Linked DNA regions of Gossypium arboreum: region 1 is linked to region 2. The links are chromatin contacts, called in public Hi-C maps. All regions are on one chromosome and are shown on one strand. The core of a region is the stretch at or near the end of the contact, and the rest is flanking DNA. Distances in the headings are between cores, read along the strand shown.

What was found. Hi-C and Micro-C count contacts between places; a contact is called where the count stands out from the background.
Region 1: a contact with region 2 is called in a Hi-C map of leaf, with 4 times the contacts expected there. The contact joins the promoter of LOC108469214 here to the promoter of LOC108464988 in region 2. A contact is called at or near these places in 2 of 5 Hi-C or Micro-C datasets (both in leaf).

The regions. Positions count from the first base shown.
Region 1 is chr8:70,191,994-70,195,683 of ASM2569848v2, forward strand. It overlaps LOC108469214 (CEN-like protein 1), which reads right to left and starts at 1,387. Exons shown (of 4, transcript XM_017770108.2): 1 at 1,048-1,387; 2 at 907-968; 3 at 758-798; 4 at 99-675. The coding sequence starts at 1,248. The coding sequence ends at 455.
Region 2 is chr8:69,981,039-69,984,594 of ASM2569848v2, forward strand. It overlaps LOC108464988 (E3 ubiquitin-protein ligase XBAT33-like), which reads left to right and starts at 1,734. Exons shown (of 12, transcript XM_017765286.2): 1 at 1,734-2,771; 2 at 3,422-3,555. It overlaps LOC108464987 (protein ROOT PRIMORDIUM DEFECTIVE 1), which reads left to right. Exons shown (of 2, transcript XM_017765285.2): 1 at 1-1,180; 2 at 1,267-1,594. The coding sequence ends at 824.

The sequences.
Region 1 (3,690 bases), core at 137-2,636, 210 kb after region 2:
TGGAAGTCATTTCGTTCTAATAAATCGTGAAATAAATGTAATGAGCAAAAAGTCCAAAAGCCTATGCCCCAAATAATAACAAATTGCAATGCAATAGATTATATAATAATATATAGGGTGTCATTCATTAGAGAAAGAGACCTTAAAAATTCTGTTATTCTCTTGATAGATGGAGTAGTTTGGGACCTTGCCATAGTTTGCCACGTGCCCACCAAAGCAATGGGGGATGTGGGTCCACAGACAGAACCCAAACCTATACTTCTTACATAAAAACAGTCACCTTACCAAACTGTAGCTCACACAACGGTACAAGATTTCAAAGTGAAACTAATACCATCACATTAAACATACGTGTCAAACCCTAAATCCAGGACACCAGAGATACTTCCATCTTATTTACTTGCTTAATCAGTAGTAAATTATGTATGTATGTATTATTATGGAAGTGGCAGAGTCATCTTCTTGATCTTGCAGCAGTTTCTCTCTGGGCATTGAAGTAAACTGCAGCCACTGGGAGGCCCAAACCGTTGTCGGCTGAGAACCTCCGTGTGTTGAAACAATCCCTGGAAGATGGTGGCCTCACTGTTTGTCTTCCTCTCTGTTTGAACAGTACGAACACGTATCTATGGATGCCCACTGTTGGCTTTGGAGTCTCGTAGCTAATAACTTCCCTCCCTATTGTTTGATTATTGCTAATATTAATTATGAGTTAAAGAAGAGAGTCATAAAAGCACAAATTGCAGTCTTGGGAACTCACCAAAGGAAGCATCAGTAGTACCCGGAATGTCGGTAACCATCCTGAAATTTACATTTTGAACAAAAGAAAAGAGAGTATATTTTAAATTCTAATGCCAGCAACTTTTATTTTATATTGTATCTATGGATACTAATAAATGCAATACAAACCAGTGCAAATGTTCTCTCAAGTAGGGATCACTAGGGCTTGGAGCATCGGGATCTGTCATGATCTGGAAAAAAGAAGAAGAGAAATTAGTAAGAAATATTGCAAGATGGATGGCTAATGTTTAATGCTTAAATAATACTTACTAAAGTGTAAGAAGGTCTCATGTCGTCGCCGCCAATCTCAACCCGAGGTCTAGCAGTGATGAGGGCAGGCATGAGCTCATGGCCATTGGCAACTTGTTTGTTGGAGTTGTAAGTTACTGTTATTTTGACACTAGGGAAGAAATTGTCCACCACCTCTCCTATAACTCTCCCGATGATAAGTGGGTCGGGGACTCTTGACATGATATATATATTTTTATCTAATGAAGATTGCAACACTTCTAACTAGATCGAAAGGAAAGTTAATGTATGCTTTGTAAGCTACTTTGAATTTTGATGCAATGGGTTTGGGAGAAAATATGAGAACGTTTATAGATAAGAGGAGAGTGAATGGAGCTTGGGTTTGATTTGAAGCTCAAAGATTCCAAAATTCTTCAGTTTACCATAAGAAGAAAAGAAGTCTATTTGCGGAATAGATTTTTGACAAGCTTTTTAATTCTCTTATTTCCTTTTTAACACAGCAATTCTTCAGGGGTGGCGAATCATGAACATGGGTTTTTCTTCAAGAAAAAAAAAAATCGGGTTCAAGATGGTATGTATAGACATTTTCATTTAAATTTTAGGGTAAACATCGGTATATATAAAATTTTCTGGGTTTGATATATTTATTAAAATAATAATTAAAAAATTTTAAGGTAGACCATATCATTAGTTATTAAATTATGGGTAAGTTTTTTAATTTTGTTATTGAATTATTCAAAAGTTTTTTATTAAGTCATTAGATTGTTAAATTTAATGCTATATGGCTTTTTCTGTTTGCACTATTTGCACAATCGAAAGCTCTTTTTTTCCTTCTCTTCTACAATTCAATTTTTTTCATAAAATAGCTTTGGACATCACGAATCTACGAATTAAAATTTAAATAGTTTTTTCTCCAATCTTCGACATTGATCGTTAAATCGACTTGGATCTAGGGTATGTTCTTCTACTCATTGAAGGATACCGATCCACCATTCCGATCATTGAATCGTGACTTGAAGCTCACTGATTAATAGGGAAAGGAATAGTGGGAAGAGGGAGAGCGAGAGAATCAGAGTAGGGGGAGGGATGGTGGGGAAGAGGAAAAGGGATGGGAGAGCGCGTTGGTAGGGGGAGGGAGATGAGAGGGGAAGGGGAGAGAAGGATGGAAAATAGCAGCTTCATTACGTCTGTAACGGAAAATGATTAGTTAGTGGTTACTAATTTGTTATTTTTCGAAAGTGTCGTGACTGAGTTGAAAGTTGGGTAATTGATCTTAAAGGATCGAAATCAGAGTGGGGAGCTAATAAAATTTAAAAGGAAACAGGTTTGATTTATAGATGCATAAAAATGAAAACGAAAATCGTCGGGCAGTGTCCCACCCCGCCGGTTATCATATTCCTAGAAATCACGGGAGAGATGGGATTGGCTTCTTATAGATCCTTCCCAAAAGCTTCAAATGTTTAATTCTAAACATGTATATCTGTATGGAATCTAACACGTAATAGGGTTATTGGGTTCATAAATTAAAAATGAAGAATACTACAACTTTTTTTTTCTCTAATTTAATATAATATCTTTGTGGACAAATGGGAATTCAACTTTTAAGGTGCTTCACTTTCTCCAATTAGAAAGTAAAGACCAAAACTAAAAAAAGCTTATCAACAACCTTGAAAACATGTAGTAGTAATTAATTCAATGGAGGCAAGGCAAAGGCCGCACTTTTCTGGATCCCTTTTTCTTATCTTTTACCCAATTCCTTTCCATATATAAACATTTTAATCCAAGCCTGTGCATGGATACAGCAACTAAACTACTTTCTCCACCAAGCTTTGGAGCTTTGCTACTTCTACTCCTCACTTAATTATATGTGAATTTAGCGTATAACGCTTAGCAACAATTTTTCCGTAATTACCATATAACTTGGGAGTTTTTGTCTTCTTGTTTCGTGAATGTTTATCCATTATTACGAAGCCTAAAGTAGCAGAATTTTCAAATTAATAAACTTTGATCAAATTTTTGTAATTAATATAAGTATTTTCCACTTCAAAATATACTAGAGATTCGCACTTAAATGGTACCTTGTCATTTCAAGTTAAAATGGAATTGTTTACTGGACTACTTTCAATATTAAATATACCACTGATAAGTGATAATCGATGCATTTTAATTTGCATTATAATAATAATTTTGTCATATAAGAAAACACCAATATTAAAAACATTAATCTTTCTTGAAGAAAATTTTTATCTAAATTCTAAACCATGAATTATAAATCTATCAGCGGCAATTTTTTACCGTTACTTTCCACACAGAAGCAATATATATGTTTTCATAGTTTTTATATGCTTTAATTTTAATTAATTTAGCAGTTATATTTTAGAGAAAATATTTAGTGCACCAATACATAAATTTCATACATAAATAAACAAACATTGGAGCATTTATAAATAAATATTAGTAATTTATTTAACATAATTAGGTAATAATTAATTATAAATAAAATATTAAAGCTCTAAATTCTAACTTAATTGAAACCCTAAATTAAAGATTTTAAATCTTAAACCCAAAATATTAAGGAGTTATTAATATTTATTTATAATAGTTATAGTTAGTTAATATTAAATTATGCTAAATAAAATTATAAAAATTTATTTATCAACTTTG
Region 2 (3,556 bases), core at 484-2,983:
TAATTCTCAAATACCCTGAATTTTTTAGATTGTTTGATGCTCGAGATACTAGGAATAAGTACATTGAGATTGTTGAAAGAGATCCCGAGTTAGCTATTTGTGCCATAGAGAAAGTTAGAGAGAGAGAGTACAGAGAAAAAGGACTTGACGCTGAGGATGTTAGGTTCTCATTTCTTGTTAACTTTCCGCCTGGGTTTAAGATTGGTAAGTATTACAGGATTGCAGTTTGGAAGTGGCAACGGGTTCCGTATTGGTCTCCTTATGAGAACGTATCTGGTTATGACTTGAGGTCATTGGAAGCTCTGAAGAGGATGGAAAAGAGGGCAGTGGCAACTATTCATGAGTTGCTGTCATTGACTGTGGAGAAGAAGATTTCTTTGGAGAGGATTGCGCATTTTAGGATGGCGATGAATTTGCCTAAAAAGTTGAAGGATTTTCTGCTTCAGCATCAGGGAATATTTTATGTTTCAACTAGGGGGAATTATGGGAAGCTTCATACAGTGTTTCTTAGGGAAGCTTATAGGAAGGGGGAGTTAACTGAGCCAAATGATTTGTATTTGGCGAGAAGGAAGTTGGGCGAGTTAGTTTTGCTAAGTTCTAGGAAGGCAATGGTGGATAAGGAACTGGTTAGCTATAGGAGGGATACGGAAGTTGATGACATAGTGTGTGTTAGACCAGACTATATGGAAACTGACTTGAAAGATTTTGGGGTTGAATATGAAATAGAGCACGATGAAGAAGGAAATGATAGTTTAGATTCTGATTTTGTTTCTGATGACATAGATGAGACTCAATATTTGGATGAAAAGGAGGATACCGTTTAAGTGAATGACAAGGCCTAAATTCTGTTAGTTATTGTCATTGTTAATTTTGAAACAGTGAACTTATAATTAGCCAGACTTTACAATGGAAGACCACTCTTTACATTCATTAACATTAAGAAGACATTTTGGATTAAGGATAGTTTTTTGGATCTGTAGAGTGCAATGGATTTCTTTGTTGTTGGTGGAAGTAGCATTTCTATGTTAATGGACTATTGAAGAAGCCGAAGGCATCTATTGTGCAATTCTTCTTGCCTGTGTTAGTCACCAATGCAAGATGTTGGTGGAAATTTCAGCAGGTAAATTGAAATAAGAAGCTCCGTGAAGATTTTGCACCATTAAGTTGCTACTGCTATAGTGTAAGTGCCACAAGTCTCTTATTTTTGCCCTCCCTTCCCTCCATCTGCGTTTTAATGTTCTGTTCACCCTTTCAAATTCTGTACAGGTGTTCTTTCTTTCTGTTTGGCAGGAAGAGAAACCAAGAAAAATATTGGTCAGGGTTAAGCAGATGGATGGATGGGTGTTCTACTACACAGGAAAGCAGGCCTTTGGCTTGAAGTAGGTGTCCCTGTTCCATGATAAAGCGTATTGGCTTTTTATTTACATTTTCCTGTCTAGAGTTCTTTTGCAGAGACTAGATAATAGTGAGTCATTACAAATGTAGAATAGGGTCTGATTAAATACTAGTATTTCTGCTGCAAATGACACATTATATCCTGTTCCTTGAGCGCTTAAGGTTTTAAGGAGATAAATATGGTGGTTTTTAAAGAAAACCGTTAGCTTAAAGTTTTATTTTATCATTTCTGGCAACCTTGGAATGAACTGCAAGAGGAATTGGCTTATCTGGTCAAACAAACTGGAATGCTTTCTTCTAATTAGCATCGTATAAAGTTTGCATATTCTCTAGTTAGAAGAATTTGTTTTTATCATACTAGTTTGGCTTTCAAGTTCTAAGCAAAATACAGTCCTGATGGAGTTTGTAGATGAAAGTTATATTGATTGGATTATATTGAGTCTTGATGAGATGAATGTAGAGATGCAAAAATTCTGTGGTTTGGTGAGTGGTAACAGCTCAAAGTATGATGCTGGGTAAGGAGTCTTCCAGTACCTATATCCTACTTCTTATGACATGAGGTTGATCATATTGTAGTATTAGTCTAGAAGAAATTAGGTACACAAGAAGTCTGACAGGGCTGCACGAGATTTTGGGATTTGAATTGAAGCTCAAATTCTAACAATGTCCACAAGTCACTAGGAGACCATATGGTGTTTCTTATAGACCTGGGATTTAATTCCTTGTGATAAAGGAAAATAGTTTTGTTTTACAGCACAACTTTTTTCCAGCCAAGTAATATGCAGGAGGAGAAAATTCTTGTTTTCCAATTCAGAAGATTCTTTTTATCACAGCTTATATAAAGCTGTTTTTTTTATTCCTCAATTGCTTTAGCATAACAAGTTAGTCCATATGAGTGGACCAGAAGATGATGTCTGCCAAAAGTCATGGGTCAGAAATTGGTTGGTTTGGTTTGAAAATCAAGAGCGAAAAATATCTTAAAAGCCAAACAAACTATAGTTTGTGTCACGTATGTGTCAAGTATTAGGTTTGAAATCTGGATGAGTCTTCATAATCCCACGTGTGAGCACTGAAAACAACAGACACCAACATAGTCTTTGATGAGTATAAACTTGATTCTTGAGAATTATGAATTGGATATTTCTTTGTATACAGTTGACACCAGACACACTCGGTCAGAACCCCTGGCCCTGTAACAAGGGTTGCCCTATCACAGGTAGAAGGCGTCAGCCTGGCCACTTTATTAATTTTTCAACTAATGGTTCTTAGCAGGTTGTGATTGTGATAACAATTTGGATGGCGAAAGCTTTTGTTGCTTTGCATTTGTGTTACGCAAGGCATAATTTTATACTCTGAAATAACAACACTGATTACAGGTTTGATTATTAACCCCCTTATTATTATTATTTTTCATTATCTTGGATAGTGATTTTGTTGTGAAAAACTTTAATAATTTATTGAAAATTTCATGTAACTGGATAATTAACTAAATATTAGGAATTATGGCTGAAAAGGAGCATTGTCATTTTGATTTGAATTTAATATCGAACAAGGGTTGTAGGGACATTTTATTTGAATAAATGTGCAATGCATCTTGTTCATTATTAATTTATCTTTTAATAAATTAGGAACCGACCATCTTTCATGTTTTCAAACGTGTCTTGGTCTACTATTTTTGTCTTTGTTTTACCGATTATCATGGGACATATTTAAATTAGTTATAACAAATTATCTTATACAATCGACGTATACTAATCAATGAAATCTGAAATTGACATTACATTTTAATAAATTCATATAATTTAGTTGGGATTGAACGAATGAGCTCAAAAATAATGTTTGTGTTATATTTTAAGATGTATATATATTTCTTATAATTTGAGAGGAAAATGGGATTATTTGAAATTGAACTCAAGTTATGATGTACTTTTTGTGATAAGACTTTTGCTATTAGACCAAGTTGGTGACAATTATAATGTGTTTTTAATTGATGGGTTGGGGGTGTCATTTTGTGGTTTTCGCGTAGACGTCCCACGATCCCACCATCAGCACCCAAAGTCCTAAACCCCTATGTACATATTTTGAGGGCTAATCTAGTGTCTAATCTGCTCACGTGAAACCATTCAGCAGCAGCCGTCAGATTATCATCATGAAACCAAGG